2 separate regions of the Siniperca chuatsi genome follow, and region 1 is linked to region 2. Evidence: chromatin contacts called from public Hi-C data. All regions are on one chromosome and are shown on one strand. Each heading gives the region's core, a stretch centred on a gene start, on an enhancer-like site or on the middle of the called end of the contact. The rest is flanking DNA. Distances are from core to core; before and after follow the strand shown. Region 1 overlaps pde4ba (cAMP-specific 3',5'-cyclic phosphodiesterase 4B). Region 2 holds the start of sgip1a (SH3-containing GRB2-like protein 3-interacting protein 1).

The links. Hi-C and Micro-C count contacts between places; a contact is called where the count stands out from the background.
Region 1: a contact with region 2 is called in a Hi-C map of an unstated tissue, with 6 times the contacts expected there. The contact joins the enhancer-like site here to the promoter of sgip1a in region 2. A contact is called at or near these places in 2 of 3 Hi-C or Micro-C datasets (skeletal muscle and an unstated tissue).

The regions. Positions count from the first base shown.
Region 1 is chrLG6:9,057,227-9,060,705 of ASM2008510v1, forward strand. It overlaps pde4ba (cAMP-specific 3',5'-cyclic phosphodiesterase 4B), which reads right to left. Exons shown (of 16, transcript XM_044201019.1): 7 at 2,476-2,528. Among protein-coding and RNA genes, the nearest start is that of LOC122878328, 69 kb to the left of the region's middle. Within about 2 kb of position 1,880, the one cell type or tissue checked has an H3K27ac peak away from gene starts, as active enhancers do.
Region 2 is chrLG6:8,987,319-8,990,980 of ASM2008510v1, forward strand. It overlaps sgip1a (SH3-containing GRB2-like protein 3-interacting protein 1), which reads right to left and starts at 2,170. Exons shown (of 27, transcript XM_044201016.1): 1 at 2,041-2,170. It overlaps LOC122878328 (a long non-coding RNA gene), which reads left to right and starts at 2,317. Exons shown (of 4, transcript XR_006378450.1): 1 at 2,317-2,518.

The sequences.
Region 1 (3,479 bases), core at 630-3,129, 70 kb after region 2:
ACTGAGGCTTCATTTTCACTAGTTCTACTTTGATGTCATATCTGACCCAAGTTGGTTTCATGTAAAATATGTTGGTTATTTCCTGGTTAACTACACTCACTGTTCTCAGTTTCATTGTTGCTCATCTCTGTCTCTCCTTACACAACAACACATGCCACTTAGTGCCTAGAGTGTGGGAACATCTGCCTATAGATGTGAGGTTAATGGTCTGAACTAATATTATTTTTTATCAATGCCTTCCACATTAAATATATAATAATATCTGCACAAAGATACTACAAAGTGTGCATGTATGTATTGTTCTGTATTTCATTTTATTCATGTCTTACTCAAAACATCATTATGGTCCTACAGTAACAACACATATTTTGGTGTTTGGAGTGTTTAGGACACACTGAGCCTTCGAATGGAAAGCAGAGAAGTGGATTAGGAAGCCAGAGTGATTTCAGAAATTATACTTTACTTTTTGGCACCATGAAAAGTTGTTACTATAGGATTACAATATACCTGACATCATTTGAGGTGACCACAGCCACTGATGTACTCTCGGTGAAGGAGGATAATAGAAGCTTTTAAAAGCTACCTTTCAATCTTCCAGGAGGTGAGTGTTTGATACAACAAAAGACAGATTCTGGGTGGAGTATGACTTTAAATCAACAGTATGGTTACCACAAATATACAAAGATTGTCTGAGTGACAACGATCTGTCCATTATATTTTTCATCTGCACTAGGGGAAAAAAATGTCTGATGCAATAAATAAACAAATACATAATAAAAAATAAACTTTAAAAGTGACCAAAACCTTTTTTGGACATTTGGGAGCAGTGGAAACACATTGTGATCACTTTTTAAATTGATATGGTGAACTGAAGCAAACAGTTCTTTACACATCCAGCAGTTACGGAGCAACATTATCATTCATTTGGAGTCATGTTTCTGGCTACCTGCCAAATCTAAGTCCAATATTCACTCTCTTTTAGCTCTATTTTTGGTCTCTACCAACTGCTGAGGGAAATATCTGGCACTTTAGCAGCTAAATCCTCCACTTTGTTCACCAGCTAGTCGCTAACTTTGTCTGTCTGCTGTTTGGTGCTGAGCAGGTAGTGTGCAGTGGGTTTTTAGAGCTTTTTCAATGAAAAAAAAAAAAAGGCTTCCTGCTGCAGCCAAACACAACGCTACGAGAGTGAACCAAAAGAGTAAAGTTGTGGCCGGACAAATAACAATGAGCTGAAAAACAATATAAAGCTCCATAAAGCTGAGGGGAGCTGCAGATTTATGTGATGATTCTCTGTAGGTTCATTACAAGCGACGTCTCTCACAGTGTCACATTGTTTTCACATTTGATACATTGTTATTATAAAAATATTGATTATAGCCAAGTTTTGTTTTTTTTCTGAAATCTCCTGTTTTTGGAAATGTCATCACTGTTTTGTTGTGACTAAATGTGAGAAAGAAAGCCCCTTCATTCTTACTCTACTTCAGTTTGATGTTAGATTAACCCTTAATGCATTCCCTAGCCCCTAACTGTAACCTTAACCGTCACAACTAAATGCCTAATCCCAACCCTAACCTTAACCAATACCAAGTCTTAACCTTCAAACTGCCCTTTGACCGGTCCTCACAATGCAGAAATGTTCTCACTACAATCTTTAAAAACTGAAATTGGTCCTCACAAAGATAGCAATACAAGCCCACACACACAAAATCAGGATACACAAAAAAAGCATCTGTAAACACACTTGCATATAAAGATGCACAGATGCATATAAAGTGTGTGTAAAATAACACTTATTTAATGTGTCTCTGTGTATTTGTGTGTGTGTGTTGCGAGTTTGAGTGTGTAGCAAACGGCCTTGGCTGAGCTAGTGAGCAGACACAGATCACAGTATCACAGACAAAATTACACAGAACCCACACTTTGAACCCACACACACTCACATGTATAGTGCTCAAAAAGTCATCTGTGCTTATAAGCACATACTCACACACTGCCTCTTACTGGCGTAGACATGTACATGCACATACATACTGTAAACACACACACTGCTGCTTAAAATCAAACGTGATGAAAGAAAAAAAGGGAGGTTTGTTATCTTTGAGTGAGCTGCTTAAATAGACCATACAGTGTGTGAATATCACTCTGCATGCACAGGAATGTTTGTCTGAACTACCAGTTCAATTGTGTTTGAACAAGGTTAATGAGCTTGATGACAAAATAGTCTGGACTACAACATTGGAGCTGGAGACAGATGGCAAAAAAAGTGAAAGTCGTCACGTACGCCAGTTCATGAGCAAAGAACGAGATGAAGGAGAGAGGCAGGAAAGGAGGGAGGAGGAGAGAATAATGAGAACAAAGAAAACTGGTGGCAGGAGAAAGTTCGAGCCAGATATAAGATAAGTAAAAAAAGACATGTTCTTCACGCAGCTTTACAGAAGTCAGACATGTAGCAGGACATTCCTCTGAGCCTCTTACCTGGGAGACAAACTCTGGTGATTGGAGGCTGAGTTGTTGCTACAGGAGACCTCCTGAAAGAAGGAAAGAAAGAAAGAAAGAAAAAGAAAAATTAAAATAAATACCCTACAAAATACCCTACATATATGGTGTTTATAATCTTCATCTTTAAAGGGTTGGTTCACTCAAATAACAAATATCATTTTCTCACAGTAAGGTAGGAGCTTAAAGGAATAATTCAACATTTTGGAAAATATAGTTTCTCGCTTTCTTGCCAAGAGTTAAAAGGCCGGCTCAATACCACTTTCATGTCTGGATGGTAAATATGAAGCTACAGCCAGCAGCAAGTTAGCTTAGCTTATCATAAAGACTGAAAACAAGGGGAAACAGCTAACCTGGATCTGTCCAAAGGTAAGAAATCCACCTACAAGCACCTTTTTTAAAGCTCGCTACTTAACATGTGCCAGACTATTAAAACCACTGCACCCACAAACTGCATGGATTAAACAAACAATGAGCAGAGCCAAACCGCCAAAGTAAAATGTGTGTAATCGTTATACTAAATGGTCAAAACCTCAATGTGAGTGTCCTGACTCAATGACTGATTGCTGTTTGTGTGTATTTGTACAAAGGCCAATTCAGGAAAAGGCGTTGCAGCCTAGCTTATAAATACTGAAATATGTGGTACTAGGTGATGACACCCAAAAAATATGAAAATGAAGAAAAAAGAAATAAATAAAAAACATAAAGTGACTTGTCAGAGTAATTGAAGTGTGTGGGTGTCTGAGAGCTGAATGTAGGTCAGACAGGCTTTAGGTGCTCTTAGCATCTTTAGAAACTGATACACACACACACACAAGCCTTCATAATGAAGAGTAGAGGGAAAGGTGCCCTACATACATATTTCCAGTGTATCTGCATCTGCAGTCTTAGCTCCATTGGGAGGTGTGATGCTGCTGCTTTAAAGAACTGTGTTGCTTTCAGTAGACTAGAGCTGAAAGGATTAGTCGATAAATTGATTAGTC
Region 2 (3,662 bases), core at 920-3,419:
TCACACCAAAATATTTTGATTGGACACAAATATCATCACATGCTGATGTCGTACAGTCTGGCCTCAGATATTTTGATTCAACACTCTCCAGGCATCAACACTACAGCTCTTACAAAACATACTGTAATTAATCAAACTGATTTCCCAAACAAATGGTAATTATTTTTCAGTTGTCCCAAACCTCATGATGCAGTGAGCCTGGCCAATCGACCTGAATGAATTGACTGGAGTACACTGACGCCAAAACATTAATTACTCAGCTGTTTCAGACGACAAAAGCAGATCAGTCTTGTGTCCCCTTCTCTTCTCTCTACTCTGTTCTCCAGCCCTTGCTTTCACGTGCTGGATTGCAAGATTGTGTAATAAACTTTAACTAGCTGCTAGATTGTCTCCATTGTGTTCATAGTATTGTTAGGGGTTCTACAATTTCAAGGCCCTAGGTGACTAATGTCAGGACCCAACTGTGTCAAGACTACAGTGGCTTGTATCCCCAAAAGCACTCCCTTAACATTCATAAAAACCCTGATCAGAAGACAAGTGTTGTACATTTGGAACTCATGATTAAAAAGAAGATTTTAAATGACCTGTAACTTGCGTTCACACTGCAAGCAGCATCCACAACAACAAGTCACTCTAAGTCTTTTAATCGCATATAGATCACAGCAACATGTGAAAACCGTGCAAATTTATGGATTGTCAAAAACCCACGGCAACATTTTCTGCAGTCAGTGTTTGTTAACTGGCAAACACATTTCCAGTCTTCCTGGTTTTGCAACCAAGGTGACTTAATTTCCTGAACAGTATACCACCTGGCAAGTGCAAAATACTCAAGAGGTCAATTAAAAATACTTATCTTCCACTACAGGAATAATGTGTCAAAAGCCATGGTTGGATAACAGTATTTCAACATTTAATAATCACACTAAAACGACTCTCGCAGGACACTTTACTGGCAAAAACTGATGGTAAAATATAGCAGGCAACTGCGTTAATGTGTATACGTCATCCATATCAGCTAGTACTAAAACTCTTACTCAAGAGTTCAGATTAAATGGCATAAGCCTTATATGTACAAGAGATTTGGGGTTTACCACCATTTTAAATTTCATTACTCAGACAAGTATGATGAAGGATGCTACCAGTTACCAAGTAAATGCCAGTTTCCTGTTTCATTTTTAGGATGTGAACTGTTCTGCACAGGGTCTCTATGGTTACGGGAACATTGCTTACGCATAAAATGACACAGACCAGCTCAGGGGGAAGTAAGGTTACATTATTTACTGTAAATGAATTTCTGGTTAATTATTTTATTTACTATCACAAATACACACACACAACAAAAGGTTTTAGCCCTACGGTGAGCTAACCCATGAAATATTTTCTGTGTTCCTCCAGTCTTGTTAATTCTCACTTCTGACTCACATGGTGTTTTATGATAAGCTAAGTTTTATTACTAACTCTAGAAAAATGCCCACACTCACTGCTTCTCTACTTGCAGCCAAATTACTTCTTTGCCAAGTTGAGTCAGTTTTATACTATTTGTCGATACCATTAGCTTGTCAATTTAACAACAGCAAAGGTTTTGTATCTGGACCTGGCCTGAGTGAGGGGCGTGGATGTATCAACAGTGCTGGGTGGTGTCAAATGGTTTCCTACAAATGATCAGCATCCTACCACCTTTAAGCTAAATGTTTAGCCATTGTGGATTGCTACTGTATTTGTAGTTGGCAAAATTTTACCTAATATAGGTAGCATTAGCTGTACATCTGCCCATTATTTTAGCCAGTAAGAGTTTTTCCTTTGAATAAATTTTAAGCAAAGCATTGTAGAGCAGTTGAAATACAATGTGGTAAAATTATACACTATTATTTAAGGCTAGTTCAAACTAATTTCATCTGGGCAGTGTCTAGCACCAGTGTGGACCTGCATGTAGCGTTAGCTAACCATCGTTTTTACATTCAGCTTATCAGTTAAAATAGTTGATGTTTACATTTGAGTCTGTTAGCCTCTGTTTTTCTCAAAGATAAATACAACACTTACCGCTAATAGGACAAACTTTTGATTCCTCAAAGTATCTTCTGTTCTGGTGAAAACGAAGATATTCTGACTCCTTCACAGATATGAAAAGTCTCTACTCATTTCCAAACTTGCGACTGCTCAGCCAATGAAATATGGTCGCCGGAAGTGACATGCGTTAATTGTTATCGCTTTGCTCGGCTTGAATCACGCGTCAACAAAATTTAACGTTTTATTATCAGGTCAATGTATCAATATCTATCTTAGTTAATTTTTATAAAATGTCTACATACAATGATTCATAAAGGTTGTATTTATATTTGTCATATATTTCTAGAACTCTATGACAAATTGGGCAAGGAGATGTGTCACTTCCGGCTACCGTAACAGTTTTAATCGTTTGAGAAGAGTTCGGCAACTTGTTAAAAATCAGTATATGGAATATTTTTGTTCCAGCTGGATAGAAGTCTTATAGGAACCCGGAAATATCTTCTAAACGGCAGTAAGTTAAGTGTTGCCATATTACCAGTTAAGATGTCAGTCAAGTCTCAAACCTTAAAACGACACATGCAAGACATCAAAACACATTTCAGCATGTATACCCAAGAAGGAAAGAAAACAACCAGCTTCTCTTTAACCATCCATAAGTCGTGCATGTACTATTTTTGCGGGGGTTTTATAAGATTGTTTATTTTCTCACACCTATTGTGAAGCAGAATAGCTGAATTGGGAAATGCCACGTGTAACTGTAAATCGTATTTTACTAATTGGGCTGATTGTACACCTGACCAGCAATTCACCCAACCCCTTGGTTAATAATTCATCAAAACAGGCCAGGAAAGTAATTCCCTCCGGCAAACCACAACAAGCGGCCCAATACTGTTGCATAACAAGCACGACTCACCCTGTTCACCTGCATTTGATTTTTCCAAATGTTTGTAACAGCATATGAGACCGAACTTGGCCCCAGAGCATGCAAACTGTACCTGATCCGCGTGATGATCCTCTTTTACCAGTATGCAGAAAGGCTGTTTGTTTTGCAAAGTATGTATACAGTATGTTAGGAATGGTGCATATCAGACTGCAGGTTACTGTTTTGTTCGGTACGCATGGCATGCTTGTTTGACTATGCCTAGAGGCAATGTGTGTGTGTGTGTGTGTGTGTGTGTGTGTGGTGTCTCCGCCCGCGGAGAGAGGTCCAGCTGGGACTATTGGCAAATGTCTTCACTATTGTTTTCCTGACAAAAAAGCCTTTAGAAACCCCATTAATCAATCAAATAAAGTATAAATTTATATTTTATTAATTTTAATTTAATTAATTAGAAATATACATCTTATGAATATGTGCTCTGACCAGCATCTATAATATACAGCAACCAAACATTATTTTTATTATAATTTAATCTGCTGATTTATGTTATTGATTAAACACTTGGTCTATAATAGTGTAAAAAATAGTGAAAATTTCCCAGAGCCCCAGGTGAAGCCTTTTAAATTGCTTTGTTTGACCAACAGTCTCATACCCAAAGATTTACTATTATAGAAGACTAAGAAAATATAAAAATTTTCACATATGAGAAGCTTGAACCATTAACCACCATCAAATTGCAGAATTGCAGATTAATATTTCTGTTGATCAACTTTCA